Linked DNA regions of Sus scrofa: region 2 is linked to region 1. Evidence: chromatin contacts called from public Hi-C data. All regions are on one chromosome and are shown on one strand. The core of a region is the stretch at or near the end of the contact, and the rest is flanking DNA. Distances in the headings are between cores, read along the strand shown.

What was found. Hi-C and Micro-C count contacts between places; a contact is called where the count stands out from the background.
Region 2: a Hi-C map of omental adipose tissue shows a contact between it and region 1, with 1.6 times the contacts expected there. The contact joins the promoter of LOC100737821 here to the promoter of WT1 in region 1. A contact is called at or near these places in 5 of 47 Hi-C or Micro-C datasets (embryonic fibroblasts, fetal heart ventricle, heart right ventricle and 2 more).

What each region holds. Positions count from the first base shown.
Region 1 is chr2:28,409,320-28,413,995 of Sscrofa11.1, reverse strand. WT1 (Wilms tumor 1) reads right to left here and starts at 2,075. Exons shown (of 10, transcript NM_001001264.1): 1 at 1,373-2,075. The coding sequence starts at 1,817. LOC102161978 (a long non-coding RNA gene) reads left to right here and starts at 2,384. Exons shown (of 4, transcript XR_002341531.1): 1 at 2,384-2,512.
Region 2 is chr2:28,494,749-28,499,020 of Sscrofa11.1, reverse strand. LOC100737821 reads right to left here and starts at 1,999. Exons shown (of 11, transcript XM_021083225.1): 1 at 1,573-1,999. It overlaps LOC102162727 (a long non-coding RNA gene), which reads left to right. Exons shown (of 4, transcript XR_002341532.1): 1 at 1-1,552; 2 at 3,490-3,687.

The sequences.
Region 1 (4,676 bases), core at 826-3,325:
AGGTTCTTCAATAGGACACGGATCCCGGATTCCCCCAACGAGGAGAGGAGAGCGGTTTCAGTTTCGCCAGGACTTCTGAGGGGCCAGGTGCTTGGGGCTGGGCTAAGGTAGGAAAAGCCTCAAGATAAGCGCGTTCAGACTGTGTCCGCGAAGGCGAGAAGAACAGGGCCCTTCTTGTGGCTTGGAAGCCCCCGGCACATCCTGCAAACTGCACACACTCTGCTCTTCCCAACCCACGCATTCCAGAAACATCCCAGTCCCTAGGCCCGCGAGAATTTCTGCTCCAGAAAAAGCATCCGCTCTTGCGTATCTTAAAGCACTTCCTAACATATCGAATCAACCCGAACTGGTTTTAGGCTTACAAAAATGCAAAAACCTAAGTAGAATAAATTTAGAAATCAAAATACTGAGGTTGATTGGTTCCGTTCTGGTCCCTGAGAAAGAAAAGAGAGTGGACGCCTGCTGGGAATGAGAAAACTACTGTGTCCCTCGATGTACCATGACTGAAAACGGAAATAAATAAACCTGTCCTTGTTCTAACCTCCAAGGCTTGCAAAAAAAGTCTTCCGCCAGCTAAGACCCGCGTTAGACAACAAGGAGGTTCCTGAGGGGGGCTGAAAGTCAGGCAGACGCCTGGGCCTCATTCTACTGCCTGTGGTAGGACGGGATCCCGCAGAGCTCGGAATCGGATAAAAGGGGTTCTCTTCCAGAGCTTCCCTGGAGCCCGTGTGCCCACGACTTGAGCTGAAGTCCGGGAGAGACCCACCTCTACACTACCAGAGCCTGGAGCCAAACGCGGACACGGACATGGGTCCAGAAAAGCCTCTATTCAGTCGCTAGTTCATTCATTTGCTCATTCTAGTGCTCCAAGGTACTTGTGTTTCTAATGTGCACCAACATCGTCTTAAGGGCTAGTGTGGCCCCTGGATAGATTGTTCACCCTGAGCTGGTCCCACTCCAAATTCAGAGTCTAAATATCTAAAAAGTCCAGTGACTGGCAAGTTTGATGGTGTTTTGAGCAACAAAACATCCTCCCCCGAGGCAGAGCCACATATTGCACTGGTTCCCGCTTCCCATTACCACGACGAAGAGTCTTAGAATCTCCCCGGGTCTGCGGGGTCCCAGATAACCTCCCGCCTCATGCGAAGAGTTCGGTTCCCCACTCTGAAAGATGTCAAGGGCCCATGCCAAGGACTCCCTCTCCTGGGCCTCCTCTCCCCCAGCTGCTGCTTCCTCTACCCTCACTGCCCTAGGATAGGCAGCTGGATAAGAATTGGGGTCACGGAAGGAGCAGCACAGGGGAGTGCCGGAGCGCGGTCGCAACCCAGTCGCTACCGCCCCGCGTGTAGGGGGCGCTCCCCAGCCTCCTTACCCTGGTTGCGAATAGCGGGCTGGCTCTCGAGGCAGCTGGGCAGGTAGGGCGCGTTGGGGAACATCCTGGCCTGGCCAGAGGATGCCTGGCTGGGCGGAGGAGGACCGAAGGGTCCGTAGCGACAGGCTCCAGCTGTGCCGGTGAATTGGCCCGAGAAATGGACAGTGAAGGCGCTCAAGCACTGCTCCTCGTGCGGCTCCGCGCCGCCCCAGCTCGGCTCTTGTTTGATGAAGGAGTGGGGCGGCGGCGGCGGGGGTGGTGGCGGCGGAGCCGGCGGCGGCGCAGGACCGCCCAAGGAACCGTAAGCCGAGGCGCCTGGGGGAGCAAAGTCCAGCACCGGCGCCCACTGCGCAGCGCCGCTCACCGGCAGGGCACAACCGCCGCCGCCACCCAGCGAGGGTACCGCTGGCAGCAGCGCGTTCAGGTCCCGCACGTCGGAGCCCATTTGCTGTGGCTCAGCACCGGACGCTGCGCGGCCCCTCCGGCTTTGCAGACGCTCCGCGCTCGACTCCGCCGCGCCTAACTTGGCCCAGATGCTTCCCGGGCCCCGGATCCCCAGCTGCTCGGGCTGCTGAAGGCACCCAGGCCCGGAGCGGAGTGAGTGCGAAGGCGCCGGCTCCGGGGCACACGTGGACGCCGGCTCTTGTGGCAGGAGGAAGTCCAGGATCGCGGTGAGGAGGCGGCGGGGCCCGGCTCCTGGGCTGCCGTCCCGGCTCTGGGTGGGTGGGTGAATGAGTGGGAGGGAGGGCGGGAAGTGCGGAGCGGATAGGCGGTCGAGTTGCGAGAGCCCCTGGGTGTGGGCGCTGCCTTGAACTCCCTACCCCAGCTGCCTGGCTGCCCCCAGCTTCTCAAAGCTCAAATAAGAGGGGCCGGCAGCGGGGGAGGAGGAGGAGTCAGGAGTGTCGGCCGCTCCATTCACACCGCTACCCTAGCCGATCCAGGCTGGGCGCGCGACTCCTTGGGGGCGTCTTCGTAGTGGGGAGGGGGGGGCGGGCCCGAGGGAGGGTCCCTCTCAGAGGCACCCTCCTCTCCTACCCGCCAAGCGTTCTCCGCTGGCCTGTGAGATACGGTCCTCCCTCCACCTCCCCTTCTCGGCCTTCGCGAGTGTGGGTGCCTCGGGGCACTGGCGAGACCCTCCAGGTGAGCAGTGAATGTCCCCTCTGCATCTCTGTGTGACGGGGGTGGGGATGGGGTTGCTAATCAGTGAGGGAAGGCTGGAGGGAGGAGCCGGGGGCTCCACGAGGGCGGGAACTTAAGGAAAACGCAGAGAACTTTCCGTGACTTCAAAGAGGTGGATTCCCCTGCCTTGCGCCGGCGAATCCAACTATTGCTCCTAGAGCCGTCGGGTTGGAGTGGTAGCCGTAATCTCTCGGGGTCACTGGGGAGCAAGGTGGCTCCTTGTGGATTCCAGAGGCCAAACGCAAGGCGAACGTGGGTGACCTGGAGCTTGCATCAGTTGTGATATACAGGGCGGGGCGTATTTCCAACGTCCGGTAGTTGGTGACATGGTGAAGTTTGTGCCCAAAGAAAGGCGGTTGCCACTTACCTAAAATCAGTGGCCGCATCACTTAATCTCCCTTTTCTAGCGAGAAGTAACTAATTTTTCTAAGTGAAGCAAGGAAAACAGCGGTTAGTTTGCAAGGAAGGAAAACCCTAAGGAAACGCTCAGATTCCTGACGCCGAGTCTGGAGGGTAGAGAATGAGGAAGGTTTAGATACAAAGCCCGAAGGACTAGTTGGTTCCCAGAGCCACTCCCGCTGAACTCTGCCTCCGCTTACTGCAGTCGGGAGTGCCACTCTGGATGACTAGGATGCACAAGCCAGGTTAGGGGGCCGACAAGGAGAGCCTACAGCAGCCCCGGTCCAAAGCAGAGTTCACACCGTTGGAAGCTCCCCGTGCCTGGCACTACCAAATCGGATTCCTCTCTCCACCTAGACAATTCTTTGGGAGTCCTGAGCCCCAGAGCAGGTATTTGGGGTTTTGTTTTCTTTATTTGGTTCTTCCAAAATAGTCGGCTTCTATGGGGGAACAGACCCGAGGTAAGGAGAAGCTCTGGGAACCTGGATTGGAGTGCGTTTCAGGGGCGTCTCCCTGAAAACCCCAGAAGGAGGCGGCGACGGCTCAGCCTGGGACTGACAGGAGCATGGGGCGGGAAGGGCGGGTTGCCCACGGGCCTCTTACTCGAGTCTGGCCGGGAATGGAGTCCAAAGCTTTTCAGCCAAGCCGACGTTAAGCAACAGTCAAGGTAGTTGCAGTGTTATAAAGAAGTCGCGCGTTTTAAAAAGCCTTGACTTACTCTCCGTTTCTTACATTTTGGTCTTCGTTAATTTGCGTTGAGTAAAGGGTAGCTAGGAGTTCCGGCTGCGGACCCGAAGCGTGTGCGGGCTCAGAACTAAACGCTAAATAAACACAATTCCCTCCTCTTGGGGTCGCTCGTCCTGGAGGCGCGGAAGACTGAGGGCAAAGGTTGGGAACACGTGCTTCATCGCCAGACCACTTTCGCGGTGATGGACACTCCTCTGTGCTACTTTGGTGCCTGACTTAGCTTTGTCAACACTCTGAAACTTTTTCTTTCTTTCTTTTTCTTTTTTTTTTTCCCCTAAAGAAATGAAAAGGCTTTCCAGGCCAGCTCCTGCTCCCCATACACTCCCAGTGGGCCGCCCTCTCCTCTCTTGCACGCTGCGACTCTAAACCTGCTGGGGCCGGGCGGAGGGCACGTGCGCTTTGGCTTTTTGATGGGGAAAGGGCCCGCGAGATAAAACTTCTCAAGCCAAGTTGCCACTAGGACGCCCCAGACCCCTGTCTCACACCGTCCACTTTTATTTCTACCTCGAAGTCGTTTTTCTTAACTATGACTCATTCAAGCGCTACAAGTGGAAGGCGAGCCCTTTATGAAAAGCCAGGGATTTCCATTTCTAAACGAAAAAGCTCGAAATATTTTTAAAATCCCCCTTTTCAAGTTTTTTTTTTTTTTTGACTATTTGGAGGAGGATGGCTTGATTGTGAGGTTTTGACGTTTTGAATCCCAGATAGGGCATAGGCATTTTACTCTCTGATTTAAAAAAGAAGAAGAAAGAAAGAAAAGAAAAAAAGTTTTTGCCTGGGGTAGGGTGAAGGAGAGGAAAGGAGGGCCTAGCAAATTTGAGATTTCTCTCTCACCCGCCTTTTGTTGTTTGAGAATCCTTGAAAGAGAGAGGAGCAGTGATGTGATCCCCATTTCAACTCTGGGGTACCTCCTCGCCTCGACCTTGTAGTCCGAAGCGGTGGGAGGAGTTCCCTGCATGCCCTGGGGTGCTGAAGTAAG
Region 2 (4,272 bases), core at 750-3,249, 85 kb before region 1:
ACTCTATATTGCAAACTTTTTTCCCCCGGTATTTACTAAATATGAGTCCTGGTAGACCCTGGGTGTTGGTTCTAAGATATAACAGCAAGTGTAACAGCAAGGTTCCTCATATTATTGAGGTGGGGGCAGGCAATAATCAAATTAGTAATTTCAGATCATGGTAAATGCTTTGAAGAAAATAAAACATCTTTGTTGTATGGGCTCAGGGTGGGGAATGGACATTGGAGCAGCAATCTGAATAAGGAGGAGCTAGCAAAGCAAAGGCAAAAGGAAACCCTTCCAAGCAAAGAGAACATCAGTACAACCCTGAGGTCTCTGATTTAATGCTGATTAGGGGTTTAAGAAATGTTTGACAAAAAATTAGTGTTCTCAAAATTCTAGTACAAGGTAAAGTTAAGAGTCCAAAGATCAAAGAGCTATACTGGAAAATTTGTTCTTGGCTTTAAACGAAGATGCAAAAAGAATGTGTATGGACATATATTTATATGTCTCACAAGGGTCTTTTAAAAAAGCCTTTCATGTCCTTTATCCTTTAAACTTTTATAACATAGGTTGAAAGCATGATACAATCTTTAACTTCCAGCTCATGTACTGAAAGATCTTTTTCTCAGAACTAATGAAGACTTCCGTTCTGCTGGGATGTAATTCACCTCCCTTGTTCCAGGATTGGAAATAAGAATGCTGAGTACCTCTAAATGCAACTCTGTAAAAGAAAAATACGTGGGCACATGGACTAGGCAGGTGGGGCGTATAGGACTGGGGCAGGGTTGTTTCGATTTTCCTTTTTTGTTATTAAAGCTGGAAAGAAAAGACTACATTGTGCACAACTGTGCGATCTCCTTGTCCTCAACGTTAATAAATGTGTTTTTAACTGACGTTTCTTTCCCACGTCTAGTATCACCACCACCTACAACCTCTCTAAGCCACAGTTAAAGTTGAAAAGTGCACGAGGTCTTTACAAACGTACAGTGAGTGCGTCTGCTCACGTACAATCCACGTGCACCCTTCTTTCCCTGGACAGAATTTCTTGGGGATCCTTCAGGCCCCCGGCCATATTTCTCCCCAGGCTCTTATTAAAACCAGGTGCGCAGGAGGAAGGCCTTTTTAGATTAAAAAAAAAAGCCTTCTCTTGACCCAAAGCTCCCCCCTCCGGTGTGTTTTCTAGAGGGGCTTCTTGAACTAAGCAAAGAGAAAGCAGGCGCCAGGTCCCAGCCGGGCGAGCGGGGCTGCACTTGTTGAGAAGGGCAGGCGGCGGGGCTGGGCCCGGGCAGGGTAGACAAGGACAGAAAGTGAGGCGGGGTGGGGCGGCAGCGGCAAACAGCCGGGGACCAGGGCCGTGGCCGCCCGGTGCCGCGCAGGGGCGTTGTCCCCGCGCGCTGAGAGGCCCCCAGACCCACCGCGCTCTGTAGGGCGGAAGAGAAGGAGCGGAAGGGAAGCAGCGCAGTCGCCGCGCCCTGAACTTGAAACCCCGGCGGCCTGCGCCTCGGGCGCTTAGAGGAGCCGCCCGAGACCCCGACCTTTCCCGGGCCCCGCGCCGGCTTCCAGAACATACGTAGGTCGCTCAGCGCTTACCCTCGGCGGCCGGTGTCGCTCGCGTCTCCAGGGACCGGAGCGGGCCTGGCGGGGGCAGGTCGCCAGTGACGGGGAGGCCTGAGCCGCAGAGCGCTCAAGCGCGCCGGCCAGGAACGCGGCAGCCCGAGCCCGAGAGCCAGCGCTTCCGGGGACGCGGGGCTGCCCGGTCCCCTGGGGCTTCGCTGCCCGCGACCCTTGACCCTAAAGGGTAGGAGCCAAGCAGGGCTGCAGCCGGTGGCCGAAGGGCGCTGCAAAAGGCAGTTGGGCCCCTCAGCCGCGACGGCGGCGCCCCCACTTGCAGCTCGCAAGAAAATTCGTGCGAGAGCTCGAGAGCCTGACCGCGCAGCCTGAACCCCGAATCCGGCCCAGCCTTATGCTAGGGCGTTGGCTACTTGTTTCGGTCAGCTGGCGCTTTGGTCAAACTCTAGGGTATTCAAAGTAGAAGACAGCCCTCAGAAGGAGGAGCATTGTTAGGCCGCAAAAGGTTGAGGTGCAGAAATGAACAGAGACCCCCCCCCCACAAAAATGCACTCCCAAATTTTGACTGGCCATTTTGTATTCCATGGACCAAACAGCATTATGGCCTTTTTGTTGTTTGTTTTTTGTTGGTTTGTGGGGTGTTTTTTGTTTGTTTGTTTTACATTTTTTAAATGTAAAAAATTTTACATTTTTTTCAAAGCCCATTATCAGGGTCTGTGTAGCCTTCCAGCCTGACAGCCTTGCTTTCTAAGGGAGTTCCATGAATTTTAAGTGGCCTCAGGAAACAGGCAGCCAGACAGACAAGAAGGTTAGAAAGCTAACGTCCGCCTTGGCAACACTGGGCTCCGCACAAGCCGCTCCAAAGTGGGTCATCCTAGCGCATCTTCTGGGCTTGGCGCCCTGTTTGATGGGAAGTTTATTCCCTGGAGAGGCTAAGTGCATTAAAAACAAGAGGATTAAATGAAAATTTAAATACTGCCCAAGCCCTCTTTTCCAGCAGGTTGGAAGCCTAACTAACATACATCCTCCAGAGAGAAGATTGTCAGATTCTTCTCTGGTGAATCTGGCCAAAGAGAAAAAATACTGACATGACATGCTCCTGATCAGATCCAATAAGATCACTCTCTGTGGTGAAGCCCAGAGTTGACAAACCCCATCTATACACAGACAGCTTCCAATTAAAAGCTCCAGTTAGCGCTTTTTTTTTCTTTTCTTCCCCCTTTTTTTTTTTTTTTGGCCCCACTTTGCAAATTTCAAGAATCACCGGCTGTCAGAAGAAAGATTCTACTGTTAAAGAGGTAGTAAGAGCAAGCAAAACACCAAGGCTATTAAGGGAGAAGAAAACCAGAGGGTTTTTTTTCATTAAAATTTTCAGATAAAATAATATGTACATCTATGAAACAAGAACAAGCTGGGTTGCTTTTTTAAAAAAGGAAATGAGAAAAAGGCAGAGCTCTTGGAACGTTATGTGAAAAAAAAAATGACTGATAAAAGTTATAGGTAAAAAATAAAGGACAGACCACATCAAGTAAATGATAGGTGTTCCAGAAATGGAGCAGAGGCTGTCATTAAATATAATGTTAATTAGTTAATTAATCAATAGTATTTCCCCAAACAGAAGGACACAAGTTTTCTGATTGAAAGGACTTCCTGAGTGCCCAGAATGGGTGAAAATAGACCTACATAAAGGAACATCACTATGAAATTTCAAAATATTGGTGCAAACAGATTTAAGCAACTTGTAAAGAAAAAGAAATGAGTGACCTAGAAAGCATCAAAAATCAAAACAGCTTCATACTTCTTGACAGCAGCACTAGAAGCTGCAGAGAGACTAGAGTAGTTCAGGTTGACTTTATGTTGTGCTATATTAAGTGCTTTACAGTTCATCCTTACAACAACCTTATAGAAATAGTTACTACTATTATCTCTCTTTTACAGGTGGGAAATCTGAGGAACAAAGGAGCTATGTAACTTGCCCAAATGACACCAGTAATAAATGGTAGAGCTGGGATTTGAACCAAGCAGTCCTGCTCCAGAGTCCGTGATCCTAAATGGTATATATACTGAAGCAGTGCCTTCAAGATTAAAAGGGAAAAGTACATGCAACCTGGAACTCTATATCCGGCCAAATTATCAGTAAGTGAGAAAGTAAATAATTTTTAGATAGGTATATTCTCAAAAATTATACCTTTCATACACTTTCTTAAGGACGAATACCATATGATTTCACTTATATAAGGTGCCAAAAATAGTCTAATACGTAGAAACATAAGGTAGAGTACTGGTTACCAGGGGCTGCGTGGAGGTGAGAATGATGGGTTGTTTCATGGGGACAGGATTTCAGGTGGGGATGATGAAGTGGAGATGGATGGTGGTGTTGGTTGCACAATAATGCGAATATATTTAATGCCACTGAACTCTAGCCTTAAAAATGGTTAAAAGGGTAAATTTTATGTTATGTTTACCAAAAAGAAATAAAAGCTACTGGAGGGAAAGGTACACCATCCAAATGAGGGGATGAAGCAAGAAACAGGAAAGGTGGGATTCAGGAAGCAAGAAATGCAACTCAAGAGTAAGGCAAAAGGAATCCCCAGGGTAACGAAGAAGGGAGCTGCCAGGATAGCGGCTGCGCGTTAGGCTCAGAAAACAACCACTTGAGGTTGGAGCAGATCAGAAGGTTCAGGGAGTGATGGTGCCCAAAATATGAAATTGACATAATGT